2 separate regions of the Pan troglodytes genome follow, and region 1 is linked to region 2. The links are chromatin contacts, called in public Hi-C maps. All regions are on one chromosome and are shown on one strand. Each heading gives the region's core, a stretch centred on a gene start, on an enhancer-like site or on the middle of the called end of the contact. The rest is flanking DNA. Distances are from core to core; before and after follow the strand shown. Region 1 holds the start of KLF3 (KLF transcription factor 3). Region 2 has its middle 170 kb from the start of KLF3.

Region 1 (3,842 bases), core at 568-3,067, 170 kb before region 2:
TCTCTTATAAAAATGCTCCTCAAATTCATACAGAAAAGGATAGCACAAAACTGCTGTGTGGAAAAACCTATAATGAACAACTGGCCTATTCCCCACTTGATTTTGCTGGCATATTTCAGGTACTTGTCAGAATACCACTTCATACTTTTTCCCATATACCAGACTCTTGTGAGAATATAATCAATATATTTAAAATGTCTTGGGTGATATTAATGGAAACATAAATTCTGAGTAAGAAATTCAGTGGTTAAGTGTAAAATGTTTATTTTAGTGAAATACAAGAAGGTGAGCAATTTCCAATTTCCGTTTAACTTGACTTATTAAAAATAAGTCTCATTCACATTCTTCTAGTATTATTGTATACTGCTATAAAATTTAAACCAGAAAAGTGCTTCTCCTTGTCAGTGGCTATCTGCCCAAAAAAATGAATATGACAATTCCAGATCTTATCTGCCATCTCTAAGAAAGCCACTTGGAAATGTTAGGTAGGTCCCATGGGTCCTGATCCAGGGATCTGTCCCTGGGTCCCCATCAGGCTCGGCTGCAGGCAGTTGCCTAAGGCGTCCTCCGCCTTCAGCCACGCTGCAATCCTTGCTCCAGGCACTGCGGCAGGTTCTCTCCATGCCCCCAGGAAGACTCTCCAAACCCGGCCAGCTCATTTCTCCTGCCCCGGAGGATCCAGACGCCCTGGCAGCTCCTGGGCTCCAGAACCGAGAATGGGATGCTGCCTCCAATCCCAATTGCCCTAAGTTTCTTTCCAGAGGGCCGGGAGACTGCTCCAAGTTTGCTGTGGCGGGCGAGCGGCCGCGCGCCGTGTCCTGGGAGGGGGGCGGCGGGGGGCGCGGGCGGAGGGCGGGGAGGGGAAGGACGCGGGAGCCTGGGTTGTGGTGGTGGTGGGGGGGCACCGGGAGGGGGAGGAGCAGGAGCGCGCGGCCGCGGCGCTACCTTTCTCCAAACAACGTTGCCACACGCGGAGAGCACGGAGATTTCTGGGGCTTTGGAGGGAATCGTGAGCGGGCGGGAGGAGGCCGGGGACCACACAGGTGAGCCCCCGCCCGCGCCCTGCCCGGGACGGCGGCGGGCGCTGCCAGCCCCGCTCCCCCGCACCCGGGGTCCGCAGGGTGCCTCGCCTCAACCCCTCACTTTTCACCGCGAACCCGTGACCCCCTCCTCCTTGCTTGCTCTCCGCCCCCACCCCGGCTAAGTGAAGCCGCCGCACTTTCCCAAGCCCGCAGGCGCCCCCCCCCAACACCAGCGCTGCACCCCCGACCCATTCCCCGCGGCCCCCTCCAGAAGAAAAAATGAAACCAGACTGGCCGAGGAGGGGGGCGGCAGGGACCAGGGTGCGGAGCAAAGGTGAGGGAGACGGGACTTACTTTGCGAGGCGCGGTGCAGGGCGCCGCCGACGAGAAATAAAGGCCCCGATACGGGCTGCCTGGAGTCCCCCGAGCGCAGCAATGTCAGGGCTCCAGTCCGGGCGGCGTTGGCGGCCGCAGGGGACGGGGACGGGCGCGCGTGCGGCGGGCGCTCTCGCTGCGCTCCGGCTCGGGCCCCGGCTCCGCGCGGCTCCGCTCCTGGCTCCCCTCTGGCTCCTGGCACCAACTCCGGGCAGTCACATGACGCCGGCGCCGCTCGCTCTGCGAGCCTCCCGGGGCTGGCGGGGTAAGTAGAGGCTGGGACCCGGGGTGGGAGGGTCAGGGAGGGGAGAGGGAGCCGCCGCGGCCGCCCGGGCTGGGCGGGTCCCCACCCACTTGGGTGGAGGCAGCCGCCGGAGGGGTCGGCCGAGTCACTCGCGCAAACACGCACCCCGCCCTGCGCCCTTCCCCCGCCACCCCCGCCTCCCGCGCCGCCTCCGCCCCGCCCCGCCCAGTCACCCGGGGACGGCCTGACAGACACTCATTATTCCCCGGAGTCGGGCGCCGCCCCGCCGGCCCAACCTGTCCCACGAGGCGCGGCGCGGCCGTGGGGCTGGGCGTGCGCGGCGCGGCCTCCGCCCCCCGCCCGGCCCCGCGCCCCCGCCCGCGTCCCCTCCCCGCGCCCTCCTCCCCGGAGTCCGCGCCCCGCCAGCCCTCCCGCCCAGCCCCGCCGCCGCGCCGCCGCCCGAGCCCGGGGGGAAGGAAGGGCGGCGCTGCCCGCTCCGGGCGTCACACGGCTGCGGCCCGCTGCGCTGCTTCCAAAACACACAGCCGGGCTCGCGGGCGAGCCGAGGCGGGGGGCGCGGGCGGCCAGGGCCATCGATCAGCCGGCTCCAGCGGGAAGGGCGGCCCCGGGCGCGGCGGGAAGGGCTGGGCCCCGCGGCCGGCGCGGCCCCTCCTCGGCTGAGCGCACTCAGCTCACTGCAAGAGAAAAGCCGAGCCGAGGCGGCCGCGGTGCAGGAGCGAGTGGGCCGGGCGGGTTCGGGAGGGGAAGAGCGGCCGCTGGGGCGCGCCGAGCCTCCCTGGCCCCGAGTCGCCGGGGTCAGGGGACACCCTGTAGGCGCGCTCTTTCTTTGTGCCCTGGGGCGACGGGTCCCCCTGGCCGGCGGCCCAGGCGGCGCCCCCCGCCTCGTGGGACTTTTCTTTGAAGGCCCGGAGACCCTTGGGGCAAACCTCCCACGGGCCAGGCCTGCCGCTGGAGCTAAAAAGCGGCATTTGCGCAGTCGGGCTTGCCTGGAAACTTGGCAAACTTTGGTCGGATCCTCCCCTGCAGAACGAGGGCCTGGCCTGGCGACCCCCTCGTTTCAAGTCGCTTCTAGGGACCGAGCGCCCTAAGCTCAGTGGCCTTCAGGGTGCTGCGAGCGAGCGGGGCGGCACAAAAGCGCGTTCGGTCCAAGCCAGGCCCCTTCGAGGACTTTGTAGATTGGTACCTAAGTTTAATGCCTTTTGAGTTTCTTTTTAAACAGTATTAATGTAATAATTAATGTAATAAAAAGAACAAAGGACGAATTCCTTCGATTGTTTTAAGTTCTGTGTAATGTTTAAAACCGCCCCTGCTTCAGTGTATGGCTTATTATTGCTTCAAGATGTTTTAAAGGCCCTTTAAGTTGACCCATCTCGCTTTGATGCTTCATCCAGACATCGTGCTGCTTAAAACGGAGTGATAATAGTATATTTCGAGCCGCTTCATGTAGCTACACAGTATCGTAAAATTAGTACTCGGTAACCTCAAGTAGTGAAATCGCATATTGTAAATAACGCAAGTCCGGGAAAGGCCACGTGGAGGATACCCAGAACCGACGCCGGCTCATGGGACGTCGTGCTATCCCATAAGCTTCATCTTTAAAATGTAAAGGGTGTGAGTTTTTTTTTTCTTCATAATGAATAAAAGACATTCCAGAAAAAAAAGGAGTTGGATTCGTGTCAATTACTAATTGCCATTTATTGATCACTGACATCATTAAATGTCTGATTGGCTGCCTTAAGGTTTGCATTAGCGGAACACCGTGCTAGGAATGGCTGGTGAAACTGGCTCATAGTAGGTGCTCAAAAAAGTACGTTTTTTTCTCCAGGGACACAGGGACGAGAACTTGAAGCACATAAACCATGTTTTTTACCTTGTTCATGTGGGTGTGGACGCAAAGGGGAAGAGCGAAATAGGCCTGTCGGAGAAAAGTGTGACCCAAGATAAGAAGGGAGTGGTTTTGATATGGAAGGGGCAGGCGGCAAAGGAGAAGAAAAGCCATTTTAAAAAGTTAATTAGTGAACACTGTGTTCGGTGCCCTGTGGGAAGCTGCTCAAATGCAACTTGTCGGAAATGAATCTATCTAGTGCTGGGTAGCTCAGTGAAGGACACCATCATTCTTCAAAGTGCCCAACAGGGTGGGGCGCGGTCGCTCACGCCTGTAATCCCAGCACTTTGGGAGG
Region 2 (4,109 bases), core at 1,000-3,499:
TGGAAAAAGCATCTCAGGTGATTCTCCTGCACACCCAGGTTTGAGATCCACAGCCCCCAAACATTTTAAATTTAAGTTATTTTTAATGAATTGATTGCCACTTCTGAACAGCCAGGACTATAAGGCTTTTATTTGTTATTTGAATTTTTTCTTTCTCTTTGTCCCTATCAGCTGTCCTGTCTCTGGGAACTGTTTGTCCTCTCTCCTCCTCTCCTGTATTCCAGTTGGAAATGTCTAATGATGTTTATAATATCTAGGGAAGCAGCTAACCAAACTGTTAGAATTGTGGTTCATGATCCTTCTACCCATTTGGCTAGTGGCTTTTTGGTTCTCTGAACTTCCTGTTTCAAGGTCGCCAGGTATTAAAATGTCTGTAGTTCTTAGGTCATGGGGACTGAGAACTGGGAGCCCAGAAACATGAATCATGGAGAAGAGAGCAGGCCAGTCCATTTGACACGCAGTGGCTTCACAATTCTTAAATTGTGGAGCTTGATCAGGAACCCCAGGGAGTGCACTAAGTACTGAAAAGCAGAGCAGAAGCCACGGAGAACATGGGAGGCCTGTGTTTTAATGCTACCTCCAACATTAGCTGTGTGACCTTGGACCAGTAGTTTACCTCTCTGGACCTCTGTTTCTTTTCTTGTAAAACTAGTTTAAAAATTATGAAATATTTCCAGCTGAAAAAATCATAGTGAATAATATAACAATTCTATTTGTATCTACCACTCACTCTAATATATCCTATTACTTTTCCATGATTGCTTCTTTATATGTTTGAAGATAATTTTGAAGCCTCTTCTGAACCCCCTCCCTAACTTTATTCTCTTTCCTTCACCCCTGGAAATAATCATTATCTGTTAATCATTTCTGGAGCTTATCATTCCCATGTATATTTTATGTTATATCTATACCTGTTTACAAACAATGTATAGCATCATTTTACTGGTTTTTACACTTGAAATGAGTGTTATGACTATTCACATTGTTCTTCAATTTACCTTTTAAAAATTTCCTATCATGTTTTTGAGGTTAATTCATGTTGATGCATGTGGCTCTGGTTTGTTCTGCATAATGTTCCATTAAATGAATACACCATTTGACATAGCCCATTCTTCTGTTGGTGAATCTGAGGTTGTTCAGGATAGAGAAATTTCAAGGTCCCCTCCAGTTTGAACTTCCTAGGATCTGGCATGAAAATATGATTTTTCTGAAGAAGTTTTGTATCAACACCTTTGGCCTTTCCCACTGTCTCCGGTGTCCACTTTTTCAAGGCGCACCTTGTGAGCATGTGGGAGATTACTGGAAGCCAGATCTTTGGCTGCTGGGGTCAACCCCGTGTTTGCTGAGCACAGAGAGGCCATTATCATGCAGTGGATCAAAAAGCACAGACTTTGGAATCAGTCAGACTTTGTTTTGCATCCTAACTTTGCCACCTGTGAGTTGTGTAATCTTGGGTAAACTATGTAACCTCTCGGAACTTGAATTTTCTCAACGGGAAAATTAGGAAAACAATTTCTACTGCATATTGTTGCCATGAGGATTAAAAAAGATAATGTATATAAAAGGATAATGTATATAAAGTACTTGGCAGCATGCATGCTACCTAGTAAGTGCTTGATAAAGTGATAGAACATATAGTGTGTGTGTGTGTGTGTGTGTGTGTGCATGTGTGAGAGAGACAAAGGCAGAGAGAGAGAGAGGATAAGAGAATGCCAAGGCTCTGCCAGGACCAGTGGGCATCTTCCCAAGTTATTTCCCACTTAAGATGCCTAGCATGTAGTTCATACTTAATATCTCATTACAAAAATGAATAAGCAAGTATGTAAATATATAAATGAGACAATTGGAAAAGTGCATTGGCTGGTGGGATCAATGGAAGCTAGTCTATGAAATGACCACGGAGCAGTTTTTCAGTAGTTACTATTAGTAGGGGGTGACTCAGAAAAGTTGAGGACATTTTTCCTGAAGATCAAATATGCTATTGTACAAATCAGTCACTTCTTTAAATTCCCCCAAAACAATCCTGCTGAAGTTTTAGACAAATGTGGCCCCAGAAGCAGCCTACAGCTCAGATATGACCCAAACTTTCCTATTTGTCACTGTCACAGCTCTCTGTCCTAATTATTCCATCCTGTCTCATCAGCGTTCATCCTCTAGACAGCCTGACTTCTTAAGTGAACGTCCACGTTTACACTAGAGCAGCAGGCACTTCCTGCTGGCTCCTTCCAGACAAGGAGCCTCTGTTCGCCTTGGGACTGGGGAGCAAACAGCCTCTGACTGTCCCAGCTGGTGAGCAACAAGCCCTGGTCCTGGGACAGGATATTTCACGTACATATTTTTGAGCAATAGATGGGAACCAAACCAATCGGTTATGAGATTGCCAGCCTTTTAGAAAGCAACACTCAGCAATAGCATTTACAGGCTAATGTTTAAGAAAATAAAACATGTCTATCTACCAGGGATTCCTTTTAAGTGGTAGAGAGTTTGCAAAGGTGTATCATTTCTAAATGAAGTGCTTTTGACAGGAACTCATGCTGAATGATAGCAGAGTGTTGTTATGGTTGCGTTTTACTTTGGAGGCTGTGTTTATGTCCTGCTTCAAGCCTTTAGAAATACTGTCTATACATCTGAGAAACCAGTTTACTTGACTCCTATTAAAAAAAAGAAGGAAAAGAAAACTCAGGTTTCTGCTTGACTTAGAGGTTAGTAAATTGAGTGTGGCCAGTTTGTGGTCATTGGGTTTGCTTAGCTTAAATGGATTCAAATCTCTGCTTTGAATCCGCTTTGGCCTGTCTTGGGGGTCAGATTGGGGCCTTTTGTTCAGGGCCATCTTGAGTGGCAGGAGGGCCAGGGAGGTGGAGGAATGACAAGTATTATAGGATTGTAGGTTGCTTTTGTCTCACACTCTAAGCTTCCAGAGCCCAACTATTTTCTTCTGCTGAGGGGAAAGCTGGAGAGAGAGAGAGGACAGAGATTGGGAGAGAGAGAGAGAGAGAGAGAGAGAACGCATAAGCAGGAACTAGCTCTGGGGGCAGGGAGGAGAGGGAAGGAGAACAGAGTAGAAGGAGGAGAGGTGGAAGGTAAGGGCGGGAGCAGCCCTAGGCCTGGCCGTCCCTTACTGCCCCCATCCCCCACCCCACTAACCCATCGCATCCTCGCTGACCCAGAGACAGAATATAAATGAAACACTTTGCCGGTGCAGGACACTAACTGGCAGTGGCCTGCTGGAGCTAAGGCCATTTTCTAAGCAACTCACTAATCAGAAGTGACTGAAGCTCTGAAGAGAATACAGCCCAGCCAGGGATCCACCCTCCATGCTAATGAGGAAGGCAGTGAGGTGGATAATTAAGGGCAGTGATGTGAATAATTCCAAACTGATAATTCAAAGGTAATGAAATGCATTAGGAGTTTGGGGGCAGCAGATTTTCCTTACCAGACAGGGCTGTTTTATGATAAAATGAGCTTGCCTTTTCTAAGCACATACCAGCTGACTCTGGGTGGAGCTAGACTGGGAAGGCTGGGGTTGCAGGGAGGAGCTGATGCAGGATTAGGAATTTATGCAGCCATTCAAGACAATGTTTAGGAAACTTACATAACCACACAGGGGGACACGTGTATTATGATTTTAAGTGAAAAAATAAAGAAGCATGCTAAGTGAATATTTTGGCTAGCTACTGCAATGTATAAAACAAACAAAACCAATAAACCAAAACTTTATATACGTGGAAGAAAGATCAGAAAGGACCCTATTACAGACTGAATATCCTTATCCAAATGCTTGGGTCAGAACTGTTTTGGAGTTTGGATTTTTTCTTTTTTAAATTTTGGAATATTTGCATTATACTTACCCGCTGAGCATCACTGAAAAATCCAAAATCCAAAAAACTCAGAATGAGAATTTCCTTTGAGTGTCACATCAGTGCTTCAAAAGTTTCAGATTTTGGAGCATTTGCATTTTGGGTTTTTGAATTTTGGATGTTTAACCTGTATTAAAAAGTTTAATAGTAGTTATCTGGGTAGTGGAGGCCAGGCGCAGTGGCTCACGCCTGTAATCCTAGAACTTTGAGAGGCTGAGGCAGGCACATTGCCTGAGCTCAGGAGTTCAAGAC

Evidence for each region. Hi-C and Micro-C count contacts between places; a contact is called where the count stands out from the background.
Region 1: a contact with region 2 is called in a Hi-C map of stem cell-derived neural progenitor cells, with 2.3 times the contacts expected there. The contact joins the promoter of KLF3 here to the enhancer-like site in region 2. A contact is called at or near these places in 2 of 7 Hi-C or Micro-C datasets (a lymphoblastoid cell line and stem cell-derived neural progenitor cells), 1 of 1 datasets of contacts at active chromatin or transcription factors (stem cell-derived excitatory neurons) and 1 of 1 other capture datasets (stem cell-derived neural stem cells).

What each region holds. Positions count from the first base shown.
Region 1 is chr3:38,985,625-38,989,466 of NHGRI_mPanTro3-v2.0_pri, reverse strand. It overlaps KLF3 (KLF transcription factor 3), which reads right to left and starts at 1,817. Exons shown (of 6, transcript XM_016951446.3): 1 at 1,377-1,817. It overlaps LOC134809783, which reads left to right. Exons shown (of 8, transcript XM_063808704.1): 1 at 1-1,043. The coding sequence starts at 622. It overlaps LOC134809784 (putative uncharacterized protein FLJ13197), which reads left to right and starts at 1,043. Exons shown (of 3, transcript XM_063808708.1): 1 at 1,043-1,662. The coding sequence starts at 1,302.
Region 2 is chr3:38,811,996-38,816,104 of NHGRI_mPanTro3-v2.0_pri, reverse strand. No RefSeq gene overlaps it. Among named protein-coding and RNA genes, the nearest start is that of KLF3, 170 kb to the left of the region's middle. Within about 2 kb of position 2,249, at least 12 of the 24 cell types and tissues checked have an H3K27ac peak or open chromatin away from gene starts, as enhancers often do. A contact at or near this core is called in stem cell-derived excitatory neurons, stem cell-derived neural progenitor cells and stem cell-derived neural stem cells, where this site is marked.